Regions from separate parts of the Mus musculus genome. Here regions 1, 2, 3 and 4 are each linked to region 5. The links are chromatin contacts, called in public HiChIP or PLAC-seq, Micro-C and promoter capture Hi-C maps. All regions are on one chromosome and are shown on one strand. The core of a region is the stretch at or near the end of the contact, and the rest is flanking DNA. Distances in the headings are between cores, read along the strand shown.

What was found. Promoter capture Hi-C pulls out the DNA fragments that hold promoters and counts their contacts. A called contact is a pair of places that touch in the nucleus more often than the background predicts. HiChIP or PLAC-seq counts read pairs in DNA pulled down with a chosen protein or histone mark.
Region 1: a promoter capture Hi-C map of embryonic stem cells shows a contact between it and region 5, with 5 read pairs. The contact joins the enhancer-like site here to the promoter of Plxnb2 in region 5. A contact is called at or near these places in 11 of 39 promoter capture datasets (the 3T3-L1 cell line, cranial neural crest, embryonic stem cells and 5 more), 1 of 484 Hi-C or Micro-C datasets (liver), 6 of 115 datasets of contacts at active chromatin or transcription factors (embryonic forebrain, embryonic stem cells, extraembryonic endoderm stem cells and 1 more) and 1 of 9 other capture datasets (embryonic stem cells).
Region 2: an H3K27ac HiChIP or PLAC-seq map of embryonic stem cells shows a contact between it and region 5, with 11 times the contacts expected there. The contact joins the enhancer-like site here to the promoter of Plxnb2 in region 5. A contact is called at or near these places in 4 of 39 promoter capture datasets (the C10 cell line, cranial neural crest, embryonic stem cells and 1 more), 2 of 484 Hi-C or Micro-C datasets (both in embryonic stem cells), 4 of 115 datasets of contacts at active chromatin or transcription factors (bone marrow-derived macrophages, embryonic stem cells and stem cell-derived neural progenitor cells) and 1 of 9 other capture datasets (adipose tissue).
Region 3: a contact with region 5 is called in a Micro-C map of embryonic stem cells, with 1.7 times the contacts expected there. The contact joins the promoter of Shank3 here to the promoter of Plxnb2 in region 5. A contact is called at or near these places in 2 of 39 promoter capture datasets (cranial neural crest and frontonasal cranial neural crest), 1 of 484 Hi-C or Micro-C datasets (embryonic stem cells) and 3 of 9 other capture datasets (adipose tissue, liver and pancreatic islet).
Region 4: a promoter capture Hi-C map of the HPC-7 cell line shows a contact between it and region 5. The contact joins the promoter of Mapk8ip2 here to the promoter of Plxnb2 in region 5. A contact is called at or near these places in 12 of 39 promoter capture datasets (the 3T3-L1 cell line, the C10 cell line, the HPC-7 cell line and 7 more), 2 of 484 Hi-C or Micro-C datasets (CD4 T cells and embryonic stem cells) and 3 of 9 other capture datasets (adipose tissue, liver and pancreatic islet).

Annotation. Positions count from the first base shown.
Region 1 is chr15:88,880,094-88,882,793 of GRCm38.p6, reverse strand. No RefSeq gene overlaps it. Among named protein-coding and RNA genes, the nearest start is that of Gm38643, 4.0 kb to the left of the region's middle. Within about 2 kb of position 1,348, at least 10 of the 459 cell types and tissues checked have an H3K27ac peak or open chromatin away from gene starts, as enhancers often do. A contact at or near this core is called in embryonic stem cells, where this site is marked.
Region 2 is chr15:88,707,655-88,710,354 of GRCm38.p6, reverse strand. All of the region lies in intron 6 of Brd1 (bromodomain containing 1), which reads left to right. Among named protein-coding and RNA genes, the nearest start is that of Gm41377, 25 kb to the left of the region's middle. Within about 2 kb of position 1,339, at least 40 of the 459 cell types and tissues checked have an H3K27ac peak or open chromatin away from gene starts, as enhancers often do. A contact at or near this core is called in embryonic stem cells and stem cell-derived neural progenitor cells, where this site is marked.
Region 3 is chr15:89,498,283-89,500,982 of GRCm38.p6, reverse strand. Shank3 (SH3 and multiple ankyrin repeat domains 3) reads right to left here and starts at 1,375. Exons shown (of 22, transcript NM_021423.4): 1 at 1,064-1,375; 2 at 565-768. The coding sequence starts at 1,351.
Region 4 is chr15:89,452,571-89,455,317 of GRCm38.p6, reverse strand. It overlaps Mapk8ip2 (mitogen-activated protein kinase 8 interacting protein 2), which reads right to left and starts at 1,407. Exons shown (of 12, transcript NM_021921.3): 1 at 1,033-1,407; 2 at 29-134. The coding sequence starts at 1,097.
Region 5 is chr15:89,179,491-89,182,190 of GRCm38.p6, reverse strand. It overlaps Plxnb2 (plexin B2), which reads left to right and starts at 1,403. Exons shown (of 38, transcript NM_138749.3): 1 at 1,403-1,526.

The DNA.
Region 1 (2,700 bases), core at 99-2,598, 300 kb after region 5:
CCCCAGCTTGATGTCACTTTTTTTCAACTCCAAGTTCAGTGAGAGGAAGAGAAGCCAGGAAGAGCCTGGGCCTTTGATTAAAACACCTGGGAGACATCTCAACCCATCGTTGGAACAAAGGGTTCCCGAAGTACAGGCAGGAAGGCCAAGGAATCCGGTCTTGGCACTATGGGAAGCGCTGTTGGGCAAAAACCCCAATGAGGGCTCCTGGGCCCCAACCGCCAGCCCAGAGAGCCAGGTTGGCCAGGCCTGAGCGCAAAGAACCCAAAACAAGGAGTAGTCAGGCTGTGTCCTGGTGCTGACAGGCAAGTGGAGTGAAGACACATCCTGCCAAGTGGAGCTTTGCGAAGATGCCACCTGGTGAGGACTGGGGAGGGTGGAAAGGGCATAGAAACCCGGAGCTTCTGGGAGTCCGGGCTGTAGGGCTAGCAGAAGGCGAGAGTCGGCTCAGTCTTCAGGCAGGATGGAGGACCATGTCCCTGTGAGCCTGCTCCTGGTCTAGCTCCCAGACTCTTCTGGAGTCATCCTGAATCAATACGTCTTCCAATTAGAATTCTGGTTATTTTAATGGTGGTTTTAAACTGCTGCTTATTATGTTGAAAGTTAATAGATTGGAATTGCTTTTTTTCTAAAGCTCTGCCCTGATTCCGTTTAAACATTGCTTTGTAAGGCTGCGGATTGTCTCGTTTGGTGTGAATCCCCGGTCCTCTACCCAGCAAACCGCCCCCGACCCGTGCCACGTAAATGACAGTAAGCATAGTTTTGCGTTTCATTGGCTCCAAGAATGTGTAAGGACAAGACACAGAGATCACGGAGCACATGGAGAGGCGGTGGGGATGTGAGCCGACCCAATGATTGGGCCTAGGAGATGGCAGAGAGGTGGAAGCTGTTCTGAGGCTGCGGGTGGGGCCGCGCATGAGCACAGCACCTGGAGGTTGCAGGGCCACGTGTAGGATGTAAGAACTGGCTTTGAGGAGAAAGGGTGACTCAGCGAGAGTGTAAGCCACTGCGATGTGGGAGAGAGAAGGTAGGCGAGGTACTCCTCGCCTGGATCAAGGTAAAGTGACCTTTAAAAAGGGCATCTGGGATACTCTGGGATGGAGTGAATTAGATCACCTACCTCCCTGTGAAACCATAGTTTCTTGGGCAGGTGCATCCTGGCTCCAAGCAGAAGCGCCCCCCCCCCCCGGGGGACCAGCCAGGAGCTGGCACAAACACATCCCTGGCCCCACACCTCCCAAACGGAGGTCTGGTTTCCACCGTGTCCCTGTCCTCCGGGCCTACTGGAGCAGGTTCACAGTTCCCCTGGGGCTGTAGTGCACAGGTGGGGACCAGCAGCAGCTGCGGGGCGGTTCCTGCGACCTGAGACTCATCCTGGGAGCACAGAGGAGGTGACTGTCGCCAGGGAGCAGACAGGGTTTGGCTCCTGAACCCTCTGGGCCAGGGAAAGGGGTCACATCTGCTATAGGGGGAAGGGCAAAGTCTCCCCTGGGCCTCAAGCTTCGTGATTAAGGAAGGCAGCCAGGAATACAACCTCAGGGCTTGAGGCCAGGTGAAACTTAGAAGTCTGATTTCTGCCTCAAGTTCCCAGGAGCTGAGCATCTGATAACCCCCTGTTGATACCCCACCACCCCAGCTTATTTCACTAGGGAAAGGACCTCCAACTGCAAAGAGCTCACTCAGACACCCAGGGAAGCTGCGGGCTCACCTCTCTTCCTCATTGTTTACTCTGATTCTGATTCTTGATGGGTGACCCCGTGTGTGTGTGACCCCCATGAGGGTTTGCAAGCCTCTGAGCTTGGGCTTCCTGGCGATTCACATCTGGGTTCTCTGGTTTCCATACCTGAAGGAGTTAGGTCTCTTGCATCTGTGTATGTGCAGACCTGTGTCTACTCCCAGCAAGCTCGCCTTGCCTTTCCCTTCAGCCCTTCCTCTCTAGCATGCACTTGCGTGCATGTGTACGGAGGCTAGACCTACATTCCCTCCGTGCTGTTTCCAGACCATCTCTCCTGCTCTGCTGATCTTCGCACCCGTCATTTTCCCTTTCACCCCACATGCTGACGAATAAGGCAGAGTGAGACCTACCACTATCTTTTAAAGACAAGGCCTCACTGTGAATCTCTGACTGGCATAAAACTCACCGTGTAGACCTAGACAAATTTGGCGTGTTCCTTCTGCCTCTGGGTGCCGGGATTGCAGGCTCAACTCCCACCATGGCAGCCTGCTAGCTCAGACCTGGTGTTTGTCTTAGTCAGTGTTCTATTGCTGTGAAGAGACACCATGAGCCAGGCAATTCTTATAAAAGAAAGTGTTTAATTGGGGCTTGCTTAGAGTTTCGGAGGCTTAGTCCATTGTCCTCATGGTGGCATTCAGGCAGACATGGCAGCTGAGAGTTTTACATCCAGAGCAGCAGGCAGCAGGGAGAGAGAGCCTCTGGACCTGGCTTGGGCTTTGAAACATCAAAGCCCTCCCTCAGTGACACACTTCCTCCAACAATGCCACACCTCCTAATCCTTCTCAAGTAGTGCCCTAATGACTAAGCATTCAAATTATAAGTTTTTAAGGTCACTCTTATTCCTACCACTACAATTTTAGTTTTTCTAGTTCTGTTCCTCCCATGTACATTTTAGAATCAGTTTATCTATGTTTTCGCTAAAGATCCTACTAGAAACAAGCATGGTGGTATACACATAGCACTTG
Region 2 (2,700 bases), core at 90-2,589, 470 kb after region 5:
CAATAATCGTCCAATAACTTAACTGTAATCCCCAAAGCAAGACAGGAAGCCAGCTGGGCTCTGCATCTCCATGTCTGATGTCTTCAGATCTTCTATTCCTTTTTCATCTTTGTTGACTGCAACAAACTTCTTTCTCCTGGGCTGGTTCTACTCCCTGGTAGCATAGCAGCTTTCCTTAGCAGATAGTCCAACTACCACTCTGGTATCTCCAAGGCAGCTTCTTGTTTTAATGTCTGGGCCTCCTCTCCAAGGTGACGTCACTTCCCCAGCTCTGCCCTCGGTAGCTCTAAGCTCAGGTTGATCCCTCCACTGCCGCTGCTGCTCTTGGTGGCCATCATCTCCAATACACTGGGGGCTTCCGCTGCAACTAGAGCCTCTCTAGGCTCTCTTCATGGTGCCAAGCCTCAACTCCTTTGCATGGCCCCTTCAGTCCTGGGCCATCATCTGCAACCGAGGCTGCACTTTGATCAGTGATCTTCCGCCTCAGCTGCTCTTCATGGCCCCTTCATGCCTCAAGGCCAGTGCCACCTGGGGGACCATTGCAGTCACCCAGCATAGCTGCAGCATGAGGTGCAACCTTGGCTGTCTCTGGAACACAGCTTCTTGGTGCTCAGAAAACACTTCCAGTGATGCTGGTTGTCGTCATGATTTATTTATTATATGAGTACACAGTTCTCTTCAGACACACCAGAAAGAGGGTATTGGGCCCCTGTTACAGATGGTCGTGAGCCACCATGTGGTTGCTGGGAATTGAACTCAGGACCTCTGGAAGAGCAGTCAGTGCTCTTAACCACAGAGCCATCTCTCCAGCCCTGCCGGTCTCTTAATCACTGCTAATGCCTTAGCTCCCGCTAACCAGCATCAGCTGTCCCAGGAGTCTTTCTCCTCGTGATTATAAAGCCAGAGACACATGGCCGAAGCTGCTTGCTGGAGCTGGAACATGGCCCCTAGTTCTATTGCGTCATCACTAGCTTCCAGCTTTCGCGCTCCTTCAAGGCCTAAGTTTGTCACGTGGGGATCTTGCTCAGAACTCTGAGATATGCAAGCCTGACTCCTGGGATTAGAGGTGTGTACCAGCACGCCCGGAATTAAGCTTTTCTTCACCTACAACTTGATCTGTCCTTGAAAGTAGAGATCTGCCTGCCTTTGCCTCCAGGAATTAAAAAGCTTGTTCTGCCCAGTATAGACCAAAACTTAACTGGGTGGGATCTTGCCCCAAGGTCACTAGTCCCTTAATTCAAACTAATGTCCTTGAACACATTCAGCTCCATTCACTTCCAGTATTCCTTTCTAACCTTGCAATGCTTATTCACATGCTCTTCCTGAGAACAAAGTCTACGATGGGCCTTTCTAAGGCTTCCTTTGTCATTGTAATTAACCTGAGCCTCCTTAGCCTCAGGCAGACTCTTCAGCCAAGGGCAAAAATAGCTACTTCTTCACCAAACTACAAAAACAAGGCTCTAGACCACATAACTGAAATTCCTCACTGAAACCTCTTGTGCTGGGTCTACACAGTTCCGATTACTCACAGCAACAAAGTGTTCCATAGTCCAGCTAGGATAGACCATGAAGCCCCACTTGAAACATTCTGTGGCCTTCCAAATCCCAAGTTCCCCAACCTACATTCTTATAAGCAAAAACACGGTCAGGCCTATTACCGCAATATCTCAGTCCCTGGTGCCACCTGTCTTAGAGTTTTTCTGCTGTGAGCAGACACCATGACCAAGGCAAGTCTTCTAAGGACAACATTTAATTGGGGCTGGCTTACAGGTTCCGAAGTTCAGTCCATTATCAAGGTGGAAACATGGCAGCATCCAGACAGGCATGGTACAGGAGGAGCTAAGAGTTCTACGTCTTCTGAAGGCTGCTAGCAGAGTACTGACTCCCAGGCAGCTAGGAGCCCACCCATGAGGCCACACCTACTCCAACAGGGCTACACCTCCTAGCATTGCCGCTCCCTAAGCAGAGCATATACAAACCGCAATACTGGCCCTGTTGAAAGAGAAGCCAACCAGCAGAGCCTGCAGGTCTAGCACTCAGGTTGAGGAGGGAGGATTACAAGTTTGAGGCCAGCCTGGACTCAGCAAGCACAAAACAGAAGAAAGGAGGCTTGAGAAGTTGAGTGGTGGTTTTTGTTGCGGTGACTGTAAGCCAGTTGGACAGTGTTTGTCGTGTCCCACTGCTAAGTTAGTGCTGTTTAGACAGGGCGCTAATGAGTCTCCTAGGCCAGCTACCAGGTCTGGGCAGGGCTCATTTATGGTAGGTGTCTCTGTTGGCCCTGCTGTTCCTTTGGTTTTATCTTCGCATAGATTAAATAATTTTTTGGCTATTTCACTAATTTAAGTCCTGCAGTCAATGTTCCTAGAGTCTGGGGAGACCTGCGGACTCTGCAGCCTAGTTTCCTTTTGGTCATGATGTATGTGCAAGAACTTGAGCTAGGATGATGTTCACAATGTATAAACAGTCCATGTGAACATATTTACACACACGCAGCGTCTGTCAGTAGTCCATCTTGCGTCTATGTTGGTGCACTCAGACATGTCTGGTGGTCTTTGTGCCTCTCACTTTTTACAGAGCAGGACTGAGTTGGGTCTTAGTCCAGGAAAAGCCATGTGTGTTACCCACATCTCCTCTGCTACGGCCACACTAGTCCTTTGTGTACTACTGACTGAAGGAGTGTCTTGTCTCTTTTTTTCCCTC
Region 3 (2,700 bases), core at 126-2,625, 320 kb before region 5:
CACACACACACACACAGGACGAGCCCTTCCTATTGAGACTAGGTCTCCGTCCCTATGGAATGGCACTCAAATCACCTTTATATGTCACAAATGGTGTTAATATTATTTTGGGCTAACCTCAGAAGACATGGGAGTGAGTGGCAAGAGGAGGCAAATGTGCACACAAGTGACACTGTTCGCACCACATGACCCCTAACGCACTCACTCTTAAACCGCTCGCACCACACACACGCCCCGAGTGCAGTGCATGTGTGGCATGCATGTGCTCATTGTGTGCTGTCCAGATTGCTCGCTGCAAGCGCTCTACACACGGCGCTCACACTGTTTCTCCATGCTTAAGCTGCAACACACCACTTACCACACAGGCAGCTTGCACTTCACCCTGCCCACTGCACTCGAGGTGTACCCACCTCGGTCTCTCAGCACACTGCTCAGGCTGCACACAGCCCCCCACCGCGCCTGTCGCCAACTCCTCCCGGCCTGCCCTTCTACTGCTCCAGCCACGGAGCTCAAAGATCACACCCTGAGCGCTCCATTCCACCCCCACCCCAGTCGGCCCAGCACCTCCAGATAGGGCAGGGGCGTGTCCAGGTTAGGCGGGTAGTCCTGTAAGAGCCGCTCTTCATCCAGGAACTTGCCGGCGCGACCCCGGGAGGGAGGCTGGAATAGCCCGTAGTTGAGCGCGTCTTGAAGGCTATGATTGAGGGCGCAGAGCACACGCTGCTTGGCGGCCCACACGGGCGCGGTTGGGTCCAGACGCAGGCACTTCTGCAGCGGAGCGAGTCGTGAGCCCGGACCTGCGGGCGCAGGGCCCCGCGCCCCGGGCCCCGCTTTGGAGGGCTAGTTGGGGAGCGAGAGCAGGGACCCCGCGCCACCGCGCAGAGGCCGAGGCCCCGCCCCGGGGCTGGGCTTCCAGGGCCCCGCCCCGGCGATGGGGAGGGTCCCGCGGAGGCGGCGGGGGAGGGGCGAGTGGCCACGGCCGGGGGTCCTGGCGCAGGGCGCGCCCGGCGGGGGTCACCGCTAGCGGGCCACACAGGGGTACGGCGAGATCGCAAAGGCTCACCGTTTGTTGCAGGTCCGGGATGCCGACGCGCACGACCACGGCGCTGGCCCCGGGGCCGTCCATCCCGGTGCTAGCGCCCGGGCCCGGACTGTTCCCGGCGGAGAGAGGAGCGCACGGGGACTCCGCGCGGCGCCCTGGCCCCCCCTGACCCCCCGCAAGAGCCCCGCCGACCGCGCTACGCGGGAGGGGGCCGGGGGGGGCCGGGGCCGGGGCCAGCGCGGGGGACAGCGGCTCCGGGGGCTCCGCAGGCGCAGCGGCGGCGGCGACGGCGGCACGGTTTAGCTGCATCGGCCCCGGCTTCGAGCGGCGCCTGCCTTCCCCGGGGGCGGGGGCGGCGGGGGGAGGGGGCCCGAGCCCGGAGCGGAGCGGAGGCGGGGAGGGGGCCGCGCCGGAGGCGGGGATGGGAAGCCCGGGGCCGGGAAACTGGGGTCCCCCGCGGGGTCGGGGCGGCGTGGGCGTGTGGTGCAGAGGGCGGGGGCCGGGGGCCCGCGCCGAAGAGGGGGGGGGTTGGCTGTCGAGGGGGAGTGGCTGACACAGCGGGGGGATGGCACGCCGCGCTTCCGCTGCAGGCGAGCGTCGCAGACCACCGTACTGGGGTGACGGAGGGTTCTAGAGCTGGGTGGGGAACGCGTCGGGGCAAGAGGACCCACAGGCCGACTGAGAGGGAGAGACAAGCAGGAAAATTGGTGACCCGGGGTGGAAATCTCCCCAGTCTGCCGACCCCACTCCAGACCCCAAGGAGGTGGTGGGGTCACCCGAGCACGGTGCTGGGTGGGAGTCGGAGGGCTGCAAACCCCAGGCGCGAGCAGGGCGGAGCTGCAGTCCACGGGAGCTCCCCCCAGACCAACCCTTCTAACCGCGCCCAGGGTGTTCCTCTCGGCCCCCACCACAACCGAGTTTGGGGAGTCTGTCCGGACTCTGCGGGCCTCCCGCACCTTGGGTAGCCCAACCTTGCAGCTGGTCGCCCCCTCCCCGTCACCTTAGCGACAGCAGGCTGGGGGCGCGACCTACGAGGAAAGGCTTAGGGGAGGGGGCGCCACTAGTCTCCACCTGCGGCGGGGAACTGAATTTTAGTTTCACACGTTGTCGTGGCAACGCGGGAGGGGGTGACGAGTGGGCGGGGAGGGGAGCGCTGCGAGTGAACCAACTCAGGCGCCGCCCGCGTGGCGTGCCAGCCTTAGCCCGGCGCTGCCTCGGAAGTGCCCAACGCACGGGGGCCTAGCTCCCAAGGCCCAGAAAGGTGTAGCCCCTGAATGGATGAATTGCCCTACTCGGTAGTGTCTACTGCCTTCCACTGCACTCTCCCGCATACCTAGACTTACACCTCACCCCCTAAAGGCCCCAGAGAGCCACTCATCGGTGGCGGCACAAACTGGACAGCTTTTGTGGAGCAGCCTGGCCGGGAACTCTGCCAGTGGCAGAAAGCATCCCCTTAGCCACAGCCTCTCCTACCTTCTCCGTGAGCAACCCTGGATCGCCCACAAAACTGGCTATTCCTGCGCATCCCAGGAATAACCCTGGACTACCCTGGTCCTATACACGATAGAGCCTCCCCAGATCCCACCCCCTGACCACCTGGGTCACCTCAGAAATGCCCTCACCCCACACAGAACAGTGATTGGCTTAGACTGCCCCCC
Region 4 (2,747 bases), core at 158-2,657, 270 kb before region 5:
ACCCTACACACCCAGCCCCTTTCCCCACCTTCTCACAGTGGTCCGAGTCGTAGCTAAGGCCCAGGCCACAGTCGTCCGTGATCTCAGACAGGTCTTCATCATCAAATTCTTCCAGGCTTATGTCCTGGGGAGGCCTGAAGAGGAGGCCAGGGTCAGAAGGCCACCTGACCTAGGCTCCTGGCCTGAGAGCTGATCCTGAGGACATTGGTGGGAAAGGTCCAGCTCCCAGGGCCCCCAGCTCCCATGCTAAAGCCGTGTCGTTTTTTGACCCCAGGCACTGCTCTCCCCTGGGTCCCCTCCTCCACCACAGGGAATGAGCCCAGAGGAGGCATCCCTCCACAAACCCCTCCCACTCCTTTTCAGCTCAGCTCCCAGCCCCTGTGGGTCACAGCTTCAGCCTCAGGGGAGATACCTTGAACCAACGGGGGGGGGGGGGGGGAGGGGGGGGAGCTGCGACAACAGGAGAGGGAGGGGTCCAGCTGTTCCCCATCCACTCCTACACAGAAACAGGCCTACATCCAAACATCCAGCCCCTCCAATCCCAACTTCCCCATCTCACCCCCAGAGCTTCAAGCTTGATTTCACTCTCTGCCGTCCTGGGGGGAGGGGGGGTTGGGAGGGAAGAGGGCTAGGGGCAAGGCCCTAGCCTTTATGGAAGGAGGCATAACAAGGCCAAAAGGACACTGGCAGGAACAGACTAGGTGCTGAACACCCTGCCTAAAATCCCTCAAAGGGTCAATCGAGAGACCGCACCCTTGCTAGGTCATCGGTCCTGGCTGGGTGCGGTTCGGTATCCCAACAAGAAAAGTGAATGTGTATCTCTGTGTGGGGGTGGGAAAGGGGGGGGGTTGCCATTGGGTCTGCGCGACAAGGAGCAAACACCGAAGGACCCGGAGCCCAGGGTGGGGGATGGGAGCATCAGTCAGAGGCCTGCAAACCAAGGAGGCGCCCTGGCCTGGGTAGTTGAAGTCGATGGGGTGGAGTGGCAGGCCGAAGAGACCTACGTGAAGATGAGACCCGCCGAATGCGTACCTGCAGCCGGGAGGCGACAGCGAGTGAAAGGTGGAGAGAGAAAACATCTCCGCGCGATCCGCCATCTTCCCTGGAACCGCCGGCCGGCAGCGAGGGGGAGGGGTGAGGAGCACCGCGCGCCCTTGGTGCTCAGGCTCGCGGCCTCTGTCTCCCCACTCACCTCGTGACACGCCCTGCGACACCCGTCGGCGACACACCTCAGCGCCCTGCCAGGACACCGCGGCAGCAAGCCGCGCCGCAGGGGTGAGGGGAGGGAGTGGCGCAGGGCGGGGCCTGAGGTGGGGGCGGAGGAATGGGGGTCGAGCCGAGAAAGGATGCGGGATGCGAGGTGGTGGTGGTAGCGGTGGTGGTGAGATTCTGGTCGGGAGAGCTGGCGGGCGGCTTGCGTGGTCCTAGCGTGGAATAGGCGAGAAGGGATAGGTGGAAGCAGAGACACGCTGGTAGACCAAAGGTTTCTGCAGGAGCCGAGAGAGGTGCGGGGGAAATGGGTGCGGTAGACCCAGGAGCCAGGACCAACGCGGCCCGGGAATGCGCGCCTCTGGTTACAGCGGTGTGCAGTGCTCCTGGGAGGTGGACTGCTCGTGGAGGGGTGATGGGCGAGGACTTAGGAACAGCGTTCATGCCCCGGCAAATTCGAAAAGCAGAGTTGGTCAGGAACCCACCAGACCTCCTAACCCACCAGACCTCCTAATCCACCAGACCTCCTAACCCACCCAGACCTCCTAACCCGCGCTAGACCTACTAACCCGCTAGACTTCCTAACGGGTGGCAGAGGGAGCTGTCCACCCGAGGGTGCTGATCAGAGCTCGTCGGAGCTGTTCTCCACTGGGTGCTGATGAGGTCAAAAGAAACTTCTCCTTAAGATTTGCTGACTCCAGCTATTATCCTGACAGTGCTAATGGAACCGGGACAGTGACTCTGTCTCAAAGGATGTGAAGAGGTCTGGAATCAGAGTCCAGCATTCAGAAGCCAACATTGAACTTTCTCTGTGTGGTACAGACTTGAAGATCCTGGGCAGAGATAGTGGTGGACACTAGAAGTTGAGGCTATGTTCATCAACTGAGCAGCTGTTTCTTGGGGCCACCTATGCTCTTGGCTCTGTTTTGAGTATGGAAAACCTCCAAGTTGAGGCATAGGCTTACTAAGAAGTTCTGTGTAGAGAGGCAGGGCAGAAATGGAGCCAATTGTGAAGTGAGGCAGAAGATCAAAGTAGTGATGGACAAGCTAGAGAAGAAGGGGTAGGGAGCCTCACACTGGAATTAAGTTTTGAAGGAAGAAAGAGACACTAGAGTGTTACGGCTGGAAATCACAGAGCAGAAGGGACTCAGATAGTCAGGTGAGACACCCTGCTCAACCAGTTTCTTAATTTCTGAATTGCCAACGAGTGTGACTTCTCCAGGCTTTCTCGGAATTCACTGGAATTGTACAACCCTGAACTCATCTCAGACTATAACCCCACACAAGCCTCTCTCTTATCAAATGATCACACCCAGATTCCAAAAGCATAGACAACCCCGGGAGGGGTTACCTCCCACTTCTCCTGTGGGGTTTCTCGTTGGCTCCAAGAGCACAGATTCTCCAGACTTAAGATCTAAGAGTGGTTACCCATCTTCATTTAGCCACCAACGTTCCGAACATGAGGCAATTATTCAATGCACCAGAACTCAGTTTCTCCATCTGAATAAAGGTCCTGTGACACACATAAACCCCGGGCA
Region 5 (2,700 bases), core at 154-2,653:
ATACAAAGTTTGCAGCTGTGTTACTGGATATTTTAGAGTTGTGTGTGTGTGTTGGGGGCCGTAGTGTTGAAATCACTGAATATTTTGGAGTCTCTTGTATGTGGGGGGAGGGGGCGGGGTTGCTGGTGGAGGGGAGAAGGTGATTCAACCAAGCCTGGCTGCTTGAGATGGGGCAAGTTCAACTTCCTTAAAGAAACAGTGAAGTCCTCAGATTTGTGAAGTTTTCAGGTTGGGGAAGACATAAGAATTGGGGCAGATCTCCAAAGCTGGGGAGATGTTGTTCCAAGCTGGCTCAGTCAGTCACGGGCACCCCAAAAGGCTCTCCACAGAGATGCCAGAGGAAATAGGAGGAAGTAGGCAGACGGTATTCAAGGAGGGCAAATCTGGAGGCTGGCGAGATGGCTCAGGGGGTAAGAGACTGCTCTTCCACAGGTCCCGAGTTCAAATTCCAGCAACCACATGGTGGCTCACAACCACCCGTAGTGAGATCTGACGCCCTCTTGTGGTGTGTCAGAAGACCGATACAGTGTACTTATGTATAATAATAAATCTTTGGGCCTGAGCGAGCAGAGATCCTAAGAATTCAATTCATAACAACCACATGAAGGCTCACAGCTAGAGTGTACTCACATACATAAAATGAATAAATAAATACATCTTTAGTTTTTTTTGTTTTAAAAAGGAGAGCAAATCTGGGGTGGAAGAGACAGCTATTCCAGGGTAGACATGAATGAGCTGGGGTTTGGGGACTAGTTCCAAACCTTGTCCTGAGATCGCCACCACAACTTCAAGGCCTGAAGTAGGAACCCTACGGTACTGTCCTACCCTATAGACATTTTGGGGGTCGGTAAGGCCAAGGGGCCGGGAAGGAGAGTAGAACATTCCATAAGGAGAACAGAGCGGCTAGGATTTGGAAGAAAGAATCAAGGTTCAGCAGCCCTCACCCTCGGGAACGGGATGAGCGCGTGGTCCCGCCTGTTGCCAATGGTGGTGCGGTTCCTTGCGCCCCGCCCATCTCCAAGAAGACACTTGAGGCCTCGATCTGGCCCAGGCGAAGCCACCCACTGGTGCCGGGCCGCGTGCGCCATTCAGTTCGGCCTGGGGCACTCCCGGGGTTGTGCCCAGCCTGAGCGAACTCCTCTGATGACGGGGCAGTGGGAGGTGCGGGGGAACTGGTGCCAGGAGACGAGACTGCAGCAGGCAGGGAGCGCGGATTGCTACTGGGCGCGAATCTCCAAGCAAAGCGGTGTGCATAAGTGGCTCTGAGCCGAGGGAAACGCGGGGTACGCTAGGGACGCCAGCCGCCCCTCCTTCCCACCCTCTACCCCTTAGTCTCGTCCCTCCCTCTCGCCCGCCCCTGTCCTCCCCGCCCTCCTTCTCCCCTGGCGGGGGCGGGGCCGGCGGCTCCCGCGCGCTCCGGCCCCTCCTCGGCCACACAAAGGCCCGTCTCCATGGCAGCCGCGCGGGCCGGAGCGCAACGCAGAGCGCGGCCCCGGCGCCATCGAACGACGGCTGCGGAGGAGCAGGTACGGCACTCGGGGACGGGAACTGTGGGGGCGTCGCGCAGGCCCAGGCTTCGCCGTCTCCGCCACTCGGCCTCGGCCTGCGCCCCCGGACGCGGGGGTCTTAGGGCAGTGCCGCTGCGCGGAGGGCGACGCGGGCCTGCGTCTTTGCCCCGCGTCTGTCTGTCTTTCCAATCGGCTGGGCCTGGCTGTTCCTGCCTCCCCGATTGGCGACGAGGCCCTCAGCGCTGGGATGCTGGGAGACTGTCCTGGCAGGCAGGGTTCCCACGACCCGGTGGAGCTGCACCCGACCCGGTGTAGTTTCAAACCCTCCTTCACGGCCGGCGTCCCTACCGAATCGATGGACCAGAGCAAGTCATCTCTGTCGTGCTGGACCTCCAGGCCCCAGTTCTCAAGCTAAGCTTGCTCAGACGCTGGGCTCTGCTGGGGCTTTTTACAGGGGTGCTCAACCAAAGCAGTGCCCACACCTTCTGGGACAGGGAACAAGAGCCAGAGAGAACTAACACTCAGTAGTAGTACCTGGTGAGGCCCCACGCCTCCCGGCAAGATCTCCGCAAGTTTCTAGTGTAGTTCGTTGTTGTGGTGTTTGGAGAGACACTTAGGATTCAGAGGGCTTAGAACTTGTGGGTGCTTTTACACAGTCCAGTCCTTCACTTCCATATACCTTCTTAAGGGAGATTCATTGCTTCCTCTGTTTCCTGCTGTGTGGCAGGTTTGTGTGTGGGTGGGTCCTTTCTATCTGGGGTCTTCTGAGCCTAAGAATCCTAGAGTTTCTGGCCACGTCACTTAATTCCTTTTTCTAGTTCCTTGGAGAAGGCAGGAAGGGAGATCGGATTATGGCCACCATGGTGGTGGTGGTCAGAACTGTAGCTGAAGCCAGGTCCCAAAGCCAGTGTCACGTTCTGATGAACGGAGGCCCTCGGGGGCCCTCATTTGCCTTGGGGAGTGCCCCCCTCTAACGTCTCTCTTCAATTTGTATTGATGATTTTAAAGCTGAATTTCTCAGACTGCTCACAAACACCTAGAGGGTGGGAGCTGTCAGCCTGATCCCACACCCGGATGCTGTCTTGGAACATAGGGAATGTCATCAGAAAGTTGGACTGTCGCTAGCATGAGTCCTTGCTCTTTGGTCAGGAGGTGAAGTTCCTAGGAAGGTAGAGCCAACGCGTGAGTTGTT